2 separate regions of the Mus musculus genome follow, and region 2 is linked to region 1. A link is a contact called in public HiChIP or PLAC-seq data. All regions are on one chromosome and are shown on one strand. Each heading gives the region's core, a stretch centred on a gene start, on an enhancer-like site or on the middle of the called end of the contact. The rest is flanking DNA. Distances are from core to core; before and after follow the strand shown. Region 1 overlaps 4930517E11Rik (RIKEN cDNA 4930517E11 gene). Region 2 has its middle 63 kb from the start of Gm39920.

Region 1 (5,258 bases), core at 2,093-4,592:
CTAACAATTAGGAAACATGTTTTGGTATTCTTCAACTTGGAGATGCGTCACTTCAATCCACCTTCATCATTGCATGGCATTCTCCTTGCAGGCATCCAACTTTCCCCTTTGAGTGAGTCATGAATAAGCATTTGGATTGGATCATCTACAAAGACTGTTCCAAACCAGCTTATGTGCATGAATATGAGAGACTAGAGAATATACAAATCAACTTACGTTAGGGTCAGAGACCATGACGGACACTAAGAGCTTTTAAAGAAGACTCATGCTAAGCAAGCACGGTCTGGGCTATAAACCATACATTTGTGCCTGGGAATCTCCCTACATCAAAGGTTCTAGAACCTGCTTCAAAGGTGCATCTTAATATATTAATTCATTTGTATCTTTGCTTTGGATCATATTGAGCATTAAGATGATTCATTTTCTAGCTCTTTTTTTCTTAACACCTTGAATGGCTCAACTACATCTGCCAGTATTAATTTCAGCCTAGTTAAGTTCAGTATGTGTGCTGTCCACAAACAGCTTCTCTACCAGGTCTCCTGTAGCCAGTTAATGGTAATGAGGCTTATTGTTTCAAGTCCACAGTGGTGCAAGGCAAATATCCCTGAGCACATGACCATGTCTAGAGATGTGGTCATGTTGTACAGAATGGCATAGAACTTTCACAGTGACTCTGAGTAAAGAAAATATTACAAAACAGCTATACACATGAAACGAATAGAAAGGCTTCTATTTTTGTTGTCTAAATGGCTAAACACTTAGATGCTTGGAATTTAGAATTGTACAAATTAAGCTCCTTAAAGATATTGGATAGATGCTTCTTCTCTTTTGTTAATGAAAGTAATTGGCTACAAGTTTATTTCCAGTCAAAAGTGCACACTCCAGGGATGAGCATGGACTTCTCTGGACAGTCAGCACCTCTCTGAGGTTCTGTTTTGCAATCTTTCTTTCTCTCTCATTTTATTACTCTTTCCCCATCCTAATTCTCTGGCCCTGCCTGTCTCTGTCATGTGCACACACCTAAGAGATGTTCATGTATAAGAGAAACATTATAAGAATCAGTTGACTATAGTGTGTGATGGAGGCTGTTGGGTTCTTGCAATGGCTGCCTTTGGCAATAGCTGCCATGTGGAGGGCTCCTAGCTCTCCATTTTCACTGGAAACCCAGCTCCCCCAGAGTTGTGACTGCTCATCAACCATGGCAGCTCAGAGATATGGCAAAACCTTCCTTGGTCTGTAAATATTGGCCCTCTTTAGCTTTCTCCCTGAATACCGAATACTTATGGTGTATATACTGTTTCCTTACAGTGAAAGATCCCATCAAAATTTTCTCAATTTCAGCTGAATATAATAACCTTTCCTCCATGTTTATATGTATGTAATAATCCCACCTCCCTGTTCAACTGTATACAATAAATATTCTGAAATTCCTAGGTGCGGAGGTTTCTCCATCAGAGAGAACCGTCCACCTGATCTCAGGTTTTCTGTGTGTGTGTGTGTCTCTGTGTGTGTGTGTGTGTGTGTGTGTGTGTGTGTGTGTGTGTGTGTGTTGCCTTTTCTTCATTCACTTCATGCCACAGTCAGTTCAGTACCCATAGTCCTGCAGCATGCAGCAGGGTAGAACAGTCAGGAATGTGGGTGGCACATAGACTTGGATTTGAACTTTGACTCTTACATGATGAGAACACATCCCTGCCAGTCTTGCTTTAAAATCTCTGGTTCTAGTTCCTGTTTTATGAGACAGAGAATAAATTATTTGTTTTACTGAGTTATTTTGAGGATCAAATAGGTTAGTAAAGAATTGGGACAGTGTCCAGCCTGTAACAAGGTTCAATGCGTTCACAGTTTCAGCTTCCTGTGTTCAACACAAAGCAAAATCTCCAGGACTCTGTGGCTTTGCCTATTACACAGCTTAAACTGATTGGAGCATATCAAGTGTTCCATCAGTCTCTGGAGGCAGCAGAAACATCAGTGGAGTCATAAGCAAAATGGAGAAATGGCGCATCTTTGTTTGATGCTATTCATCACTCCAGGAAGCCTCTAACTACAAGAGATTGGGTTTCAAAGTTTAGTTTGTGAGTCGCTTTCTGGAAACAATTTTCTAGACAGTGGTTAGATCCTCGAGCAGTATCATGGGAGTATATTGACTCATGTTAGGACCAACTGAGATATTTTCCCTCTAGGGTCCAGGGGAAAAACTTCACAGTCAAACCAAACGAGGTCATAGTACATTTCACAGGACTATCATATACGCTTAAAGAAAACATACATGTACACACACACACACACACACACACACACACACAATCCTCACATATAATACACATACAGTTCATATTTTAACCAGTAACATCTCTATTATCTCTCGCTTATTTATTTTATTTTATTTAGCATTTTAAGACATAGTCTCTATATAGCCTAGTGGAGACCTTAAACCTGCTTTATGCTTCTAACTTAGGATTCTTCTGCTTCAGCCTCCTTACTGCTGTGATTACAGGTGAAAAGTATTTTGTTCAATACATTAAATCCATTTTCTTATGGTTCCATTGCAGTGGTTTTCCTATGATTTTCTTTTTTAAGATACATTTCCTCAATGCATCTTCTTGTGCAAGCATATTTTAACATGTCTCATAGAAGGTAAAGGTGTCAAATATGCTATAGATTACACTAATTAAAGTACAAGAATTTTAGTTATGACAAATTTCCTTTCAAATTTTGCAGTATATTACTGCTTCTACCATACTGTCTGAGATGGCTGAGGTTATTCAAGGTGTTATAATAAGATACCACAAACTGCAGGCTTATCCACAATAGGAATGTATCTGTCAGTGTTCTACAGCTTGGAAAAATCCATCGCCATATTACCAGCAATCCAATGCTTCTTTACAGATCCTATGCAGTGTTTTCTGGATTCTAGATAGTAACATGGTCCAAAGTTTTGTGAGATCCATGCTCGAATGCCAGGACAGAAAGATGGCCACAGGAGACTGAAAGGTTAAAAAGATGGAGAGGAGTTGTATGGAGATAAGAAAAATTGTATTCATACCAGGAGAGGAGCACTAGGCAGGATGCCACTGGCAGGCAAACACATACACACAGATACACACAGAGACCCTCACACAGGCTACATGGAGGTAGGCACACAGACCTACAAGTAGATATACAAGGCAGGCTGGCAAAGAAGGATGGGAAGGGCTCAAGCCACCGACCTCAAAGCCATATTTGTACAGAATTTAACTAAAATGGTACTCTGCCAAAAATAATTACATAAATGATGACTTCACTGTTTACTTTGTGGCTCCCAAGACATCCATCTGACTCACAACACTATAATGTCCAGTCGCAGCCATTTTAGTCAGCTCATAATGGGTACCAACATCAATGGCATGTTGTATAAATATAAACTTGTCCTCACTGCCTTCTCTCCCTAACAGGATGTATCTTGTGCTTCTTTTATAGGATGTTAACCCCATTCATGAAGAATCTCATGACCACACCACACTCCAAGTCTCCATTTGCTGACACCATTACAATCTTAGAATCAGGGTTCCAACATAGGAGTTTGGGGTGACGTACGTATTTCCAGACCTGTGTAACTCTTTCTCCATATCCTTGCCAGTGCTAAATGCTATCATATTTTTTAAGCTTCCCAACCACTGGAACAAATGTAAATTTCAGGTAATATTTGTCAATTTTATTTGAGCTTGTTTACCCAAGAATTATTTTTATTTTTCAGATATTTATCTTTTGTCCTTTTAATCTTTTGGTTTGCTTTTCTTACTGCTTTGCACAAGCCCTTTGAACATCAAAGAATTAGATCTCACTTTGCATGGACATTAAATCCCTCCCTACTGTTAGGACATAATTTTTAACCAAGTTACTGCTTCTTTGTTTTCAATGTCATAGACTTCCTCTTAAGTTGTCTTACATCCAGTCTGTGCTATTGGAATATCCTGCCATAGGAACCAGTAAATTTCCTCTTACAAAGTATTATTACTACCACCACGAATAAGCCAGAAGACCAACTTTAACCTCTCAGAATTGTGTGCTTGTGTGCGTGTTTGCTTTGGGTTCTTTGCCAATTTGAATTATTCTCCAGAGACAGTTCTATGATCTGAGATGTCCTATCCCCAATACAATAAGACTAAGGACAGTGCTCTAGGTTACCATTAATTAAACAGATGCCCCATTGTGAGTCATTGACTCAGCCAGCTTTAAGAGAGTCTTCAGTCTACCTCCATCTCTTCATTGGAACTTTCATGGAACCTACTGAGCATCAATAGAAAAAACTAAAGTTCCTTTATTGATTCTAGTGAGGATATGGTCTGTTAGAGAATGTGTAATACTTACTTACTGGAAAATTTAGATGCTGGATAAGGAGGCTTTGAGGGATTTGGAACAATGTACCCTGTCTGAGTTCCTTTCTAACAGCTCACATTTACTAGGCCCAGTGGGGATTCATCCCATATGCAGCCACTATTGCTGATGCCAAGAAGTACTTGCTGACAGGAGCCTGATATAGCTGCCCCGTGAGTGGCTCTGCCAGTGCCTGACCAACAGAGATGCAGATGCTTGCAGCCAACAGTCAGCCTGAACATGGGAAGCCCAGTGGAGGAGTTAGGGCAAGGACTGAAGGAGCTGAAGGGGTTTGCAACCTCATAGGAAGAACAAGAATATCAATCAACCAGACCCCCTCAGAGCTCCCAAGGAATAAACAACTAACCAAAGAATATACATGGAGGGACCAATGGCTCTAGCTGCATATGTAGCAGAGGATGGCTTTATCTGATATCTGTGGGAGGGGAGGCCCTTGGTCTTGTGAAAGCTTGATGCCCCAGCCCAAGGAAATGCTAGGGCGATATGGGGAGATGAGTGAGTGGGTCAGAGAGCAACCCTACAGAAGCAGGGGAAGGGGGCATGGGATAAGGGGTTTGTGGAGGGGAAACCGGGAAGTGGGATAACATTTGAAACGTAAACGAATAAAATAATCAATTAAAAAACGGAATGACTAATAGTAACAGCTATAAATTAAACATCAAAACTAATTTCTGACAGTATATCATGACATAAGAATTGCTGTCTTTTTATAAAGTTAGCCTGAATACTGTGGGGAGAATGGCAGGTCTATGATTCACTATTTTAAAACAATAACATTTCTAAGTTGACAAAAGGCTTTGTAGTGGTCCTTGGGCATCAACCTTTCTGTCAGTCATTGTACCTTACAAGCAGTCTTCAAGCATTGATGACATGCTTAAGCA
Region 2 (4,942 bases), core at 2,102-4,601, 730 kb before region 1:
TGTGGAGAATTCAAGAATTCCAGCTTCACTTGAGTGGAGGTCTCTGAGAAGTGCTCTAGCTGCTGCAGGGCACACTGTGAAGCTGGGTATCCAGCCTCTACCCACTGCCACAGACACAAACAACCTACCCACGGGTAGCCCTTTGTCAAAGCAGGTGGCGTCTCCTATGAGTGCACACACACCCTTGAGAGCACTTGTGCAGATAAATAGCAGGCATCCTGGGCATCAGGTGGAGCATCCGTCTTTCCCCAGGAATTCTGTGATCACCCTTCACATCTGTGGGTACTAAACACAGCAGCTCAGTCTCTTTCTTAGACGCCCTAAGGTATAAGTCACATCTTAGGCTCTATTTTCCTGGTTACAAGTATCCAGAGATTGCTATGGAGGAGGCTACAGTTATGCCAGAAAGCTTGACCAAAGCAGTGGCTTCTTTGCAATGCCCCAAGGCTTGAAACGAGGGTGCCCTCCAATGGTTATATCAGTTTCCCCTTGGCATAGGTCCATGTGTCTCTGACTAACATGCTTACAGCACTGACTAAGCTGGGAATGCGCACTGAAACATTCTTATTTTACATAATCAAAAGGGCAGAGGTACTTCCTTCTCCTTTTATGCCCCACCCTTCCCTTTCCTGTCCTTCCTTCCTGGGATATCCCTATCCCTTCCTTTTCTGAACAATTCAGAAAACCTTGGGAGAGGGCAGCCTGCCAGAGGAGGCGGGAGGTGAGGGATGTGTGAGTCAGCCACAGGATGTGGGGTGCCTCCTGGGATGTTGAGCAGACAAGGAAACATTTTAAGATAATGGGAGTCAGGCTTCTCATTGTCAGGGAAGGGAAGTACAAATGTGAAAAGAGAGAAAATTAGGTAGGTAGATACATAGCTGGGTAGATAGAGGATAGATCTCATTAGACAGATCCCCCAGGGTGACTGGTGTTAGTCATGCATTCTGGTCCCAACAATCAGATCTCTTGGAAGAGACACAGGTGGGCACATGCCTTTGGGACTTGAGATTTTGGAAAGACTCCGACACTTGGAGGCAGGACTAACAGAGATATGACCTTGCGTCTATTTCTGCTTCCCTGTGCCTTCAATCAACCTCTGCCCCATGTAGACCGTGGCTCACACAGGCTCCCCACTCTAGGGTTTGATTTCTTTCTTTGTGACAAGGACTGAGCTATAGGTCATACAGCCTCAAGACAAAGAACAGACTGCACCCCAAAGTCACCAAGGATGGGGCACTTCAGCTCCAAGAGTTGTCCCTACCACAGGCCACATGGGGGATCTGCCTCTCTGACCTCAGTGTTTCTATACATTCCAGTTATCTATCTGTCTATCTATCTGTCTATCTATCTGTCTGTCTATCTATCTATCTATCTATCTATCTATCTATCTATCTATCTATCTATCTACTGTCTGTCTGTCTGTCTGTCTGTCTGTCTATCTATCTACTATCTGTCTGTCTGTCTGTCTGTCTGTCTATCTATCTATCTATCTACTATCTGTCTGTCTGTCTGTCTATCTATCTGTCTGTCTGTCTGTCTTCTTTCTATCTATCTATCTACTATCTATCTATCTATCTATCTATCCGTCTGTTTATCTATCTATCTATCTGTCTGTCTGTCTATCTATCTACTATCTATCTGTCTGTCTGTCTGTCTGTCTGTCTGTCTGTCTGTCTATCTGTCTATCTGTCTATCTGTCTATCTGTCTGTCTGTCTGTCTGTCTATCTATCTATCTATCTACTATCTATCTATCTGTCTATCTGTCTATCTGTCTATCTGTCTATCTGTCTATCTGTCTGTCTGTCTGTCTGTCTGTCTGTCTGTATCTATCTATCTATCTATCTATCTATCTATCTATCTATCTATCTACTATCTATCTATCTATCTATCTATCTATCTACTATCTATCTATCTATCTATCTACTATCTATCTATCTATCTATCTATCTACTATCTATCTATCTACTATCTATCTATCTATCTATCTACCTACCTACCTACCTACCTATCTACCTATCTATCATCTATCTATCTACTATCTATCTATCTATCTATCTATCTATCTATCTATCTACCTACCTATCTACCTATCATCTATCTATCTACTATCTATCTATCTATCTATCTATCTATCTACCTATCTATCATCTATCTATCATTTATCTATTGATATAATATATCCTATACATAGACAGTCTGGGAGCAATAATAGCCCAATAGCAAGAAGGATATTCATCCCTTGATAACTATATGTTGCTATTATTCAAAATAAACCAGTGAGAAATCCCAGAGATGAGGCAAAATAAAACACAGATAATTCTGAAGCAATCACTTGTATTAGAAAGTAAAGATATATCCAATAAACAAGGTATATGATTGGGAACAAGCCAAAAAGACACAAATTAATCTGAGGGGCTCCCACTGACTGATTCTTGGACAATATATCAAAACAGTTATAATAACAAACTAGGAGCCACAGACTAAAACAGATGACCACGCTGAGATCAATACACAAATGAATAAGTTAATGGAAAATTTATCAAATTTCAAAATATCTCCCTAAAAATACTTATGTAAAGCAAATAAAGACAACTATGGCAGAGAAGGTGGTAGTCACCAGGCTAACCAGCTGGTGGATGTGAGCATCTTCACAATAGAACAAAATCATGAACTGCCTTGCGGAATACCGGGGCACCACAGTGTGCTTGTGTGGTCTTCCTGCCCAAAAAACACAGTCAGAATACAATTGTGGCAAATTACAAGATGACAACAGAGAGAGGACTCACTTCTTAACATGGCCAAGTTATGAGCAGGGCAACAGCCTGCTGCTAGGTGGGATTTGTTTGTTTAGACTGTGTTATTTTGCTACACAACATTGCTGTGACACAATGTGAGTCGTCAGTGAGAAGGAGATGGTAGTCACATGCCAGTGTTGTTTTTCCTTCTGGATGCTATGCTGGGCTGCATGGGGGGAAGGCTCTGGCACCCAGAGGAATGAATGTAGTTTTGTCCTCACTCTTCAGTGGTTCAGAAAAATGCCCTATTTGTATTTTTTGCTGTTTTGTCAGCGTTCGTGTCAGGTTCACACTCTAAACAAATCCCAGCTGTGTGTTGTGCTCTAAGCTAAGCTCCTGAAACAAAGGTGCTGAGACAAGCATGGGGTAGAGAAGCCATGAGGAGTTTCTTCATCCTCTGGGTAGTAGCAGAGACATGGTTAGAAGTCAGTAGGCCTCCTGTTCTGTGGGGATCATGAGTGGGCACTAGGAATGGGCGTGGAACATAGGAATGGGAAATGGGGGCAGGGCTTAGCTTGTGAGAGGTGTTGAGTCAGACAGGATTCTGACTGTGTGTGTGTTCACTATTCGTAATGTTATCAGATAAAACTGAGAGCACCTCCACCCTGACACCCTGGGCTGCTCTAGGAGCATGCAGGGTGATCCTAGAGTCTTGCTAGATGTCATATAATCCTGGTGCTTTCCATTTGACAAGGATGGCGTAGACCACTCTCACTTGGCTCATCCTTTCTCTGCTTGTGAACTATGGATGCTATGGAGTGTTCACCCTGTTCTAGGTTTTGCCTCACCCTGTTTTTCTCAACTCACGGTTGTGGGTCTCTAGGATGAGAGAAGGGGGAATATAGTAAACCCAGTTTGAGTGCTAGACTGCAGTAAGTTTCCATTTCTTTATGGATACCTTCCATGCAGTAAGTTTTCATTTCACCCCTGTGATATAGGCTCCCTCCCTTTATATGTAGAGTCTCTCTCACTCTTACTACATTACAAAGAGCAGAGACTGCTTAGGTGGCCTCTGTTACCTTAGACTACAACAACTGAGTTATTTCCATGCAAATAGACTGAGACCGAGACTCATGCTGCTATAGAAAGGATACATAGACAAAAGGGAAAGTATAGACTCAGGTACCCCAATACCAAGTTCTTAACACAAAGGGGATTTTATCTGCCCCAGAGGGACAGAGAGCAGGGTTAAGGGACAAAGATAGGAAATAGAGGAAGAGAGAAAAGGGGCAGGGCGTAAGGGAGAGGGAAGAGGGGTATTTGTCCCAGAGTACAAAGGTTTGCTTCTGGATAGACAGGTGACAGATGTGGTACATAGTCAAATGGCTACTTATAAAGGTAAAAAGGGAAACCCCATGTTAGGATGAGGTATTTAATTTTAACTGGGCGTGTTAACTAGATGGGCCAAAGGAGGCTTTTGATTTCTTGACTTCCATACTTTGATAGCTGGACATTGGTAGTCAGCCTCAAGAGAAGGAAGTAGCCAAAAGGGAAAGGACCTTGGGGCTAGCTTCAGGCATGTAATCTAATGATTTTTAGTAAGGCAGAGGTTATGGGAGGGAAGGGCAAGGTTGCCAGAGTCATGCTGGCCACACTTGACTGACCAGAGTCCCTTCAATAGACTTCTTTAGACCAATAGAAAGAGAGAGAAGGAGAAAGGATTCCTGTCAGAAACATCCTAAGCCTAAATAAACCCTTTAGAGTCTGCTCTGCCCAACAAGGAGAATCTTTCAACCTGAGAACTCTGGAAACTTGCCAAGAAACTCCATTTCATCTGGAGAGGAGCCGCTTTCCTGTCTTTAATTTGTCTTACCTGCTAGTGGGTACCAAGCCTGCTTTCTCCCCACAGGACTTGGCTCTTGCATCTACCCTAGTGTACTGTAGTCACAACTCTGATTACCCAGCACTGAGCAAAGACTGGCCTTTCAGGGGTTGTCTTTCTGACTGGAATTGCATCTTCCTTCTGAGGGACAGGAGAAAGCAGCCCATTAATGGTGATCTATGGAATTATACAGCCCAGTGCCATCATTCCCAAGTGAGGAGATGGGCCAGAGGACTGCAAAGGCTGTGCTATAGGCTAGTGATGACAGAGGCAGCTTAAAGATGAAGCCCAAGCTCACTTTGTCCTGCGGTGTGCCCACTCCAG

The links. HiChIP or PLAC-seq counts read pairs in DNA pulled down with a chosen protein or histone mark.
Region 2: a FOXA1 HiChIP or PLAC-seq map of pancreatic cancer cells shows a contact between it and region 1. The contact joins two enhancer-like sites.

The regions. Positions count from the first base shown.
Region 1 is chr2:124,119,810-124,125,067 of GRCm38.p6, reverse strand. 4930517E11Rik (RIKEN cDNA 4930517E11 gene) reads left to right here. Exons shown (of 3, transcript NR_040611.1): 3 at 92-1,432. It also overlaps a transcript of Sema6d not described here. Among named protein-coding and RNA genes, the nearest start is that of 4930517E11Rik, 7.5 kb to the left of the region's middle. Within about 2 kb of position 3,342, at least 7 of the 459 cell types and tissues checked have an H3K27ac peak or open chromatin away from gene starts, as enhancers often do. A contact at or near this core is called in pancreatic cancer cells, where this site is marked.
Region 2 is chr2:124,854,375-124,859,316 of GRCm38.p6, reverse strand. No RefSeq gene overlaps it. Among named protein-coding and RNA genes, the nearest start is that of Gm39920, 63 kb to the right of the region's middle. Within about 2 kb of position 3,351, at least 25 of the 459 cell types and tissues checked have an H3K27ac peak or open chromatin away from gene starts, as enhancers often do. A contact at or near this core is called in pancreatic cancer cells, where this site is marked.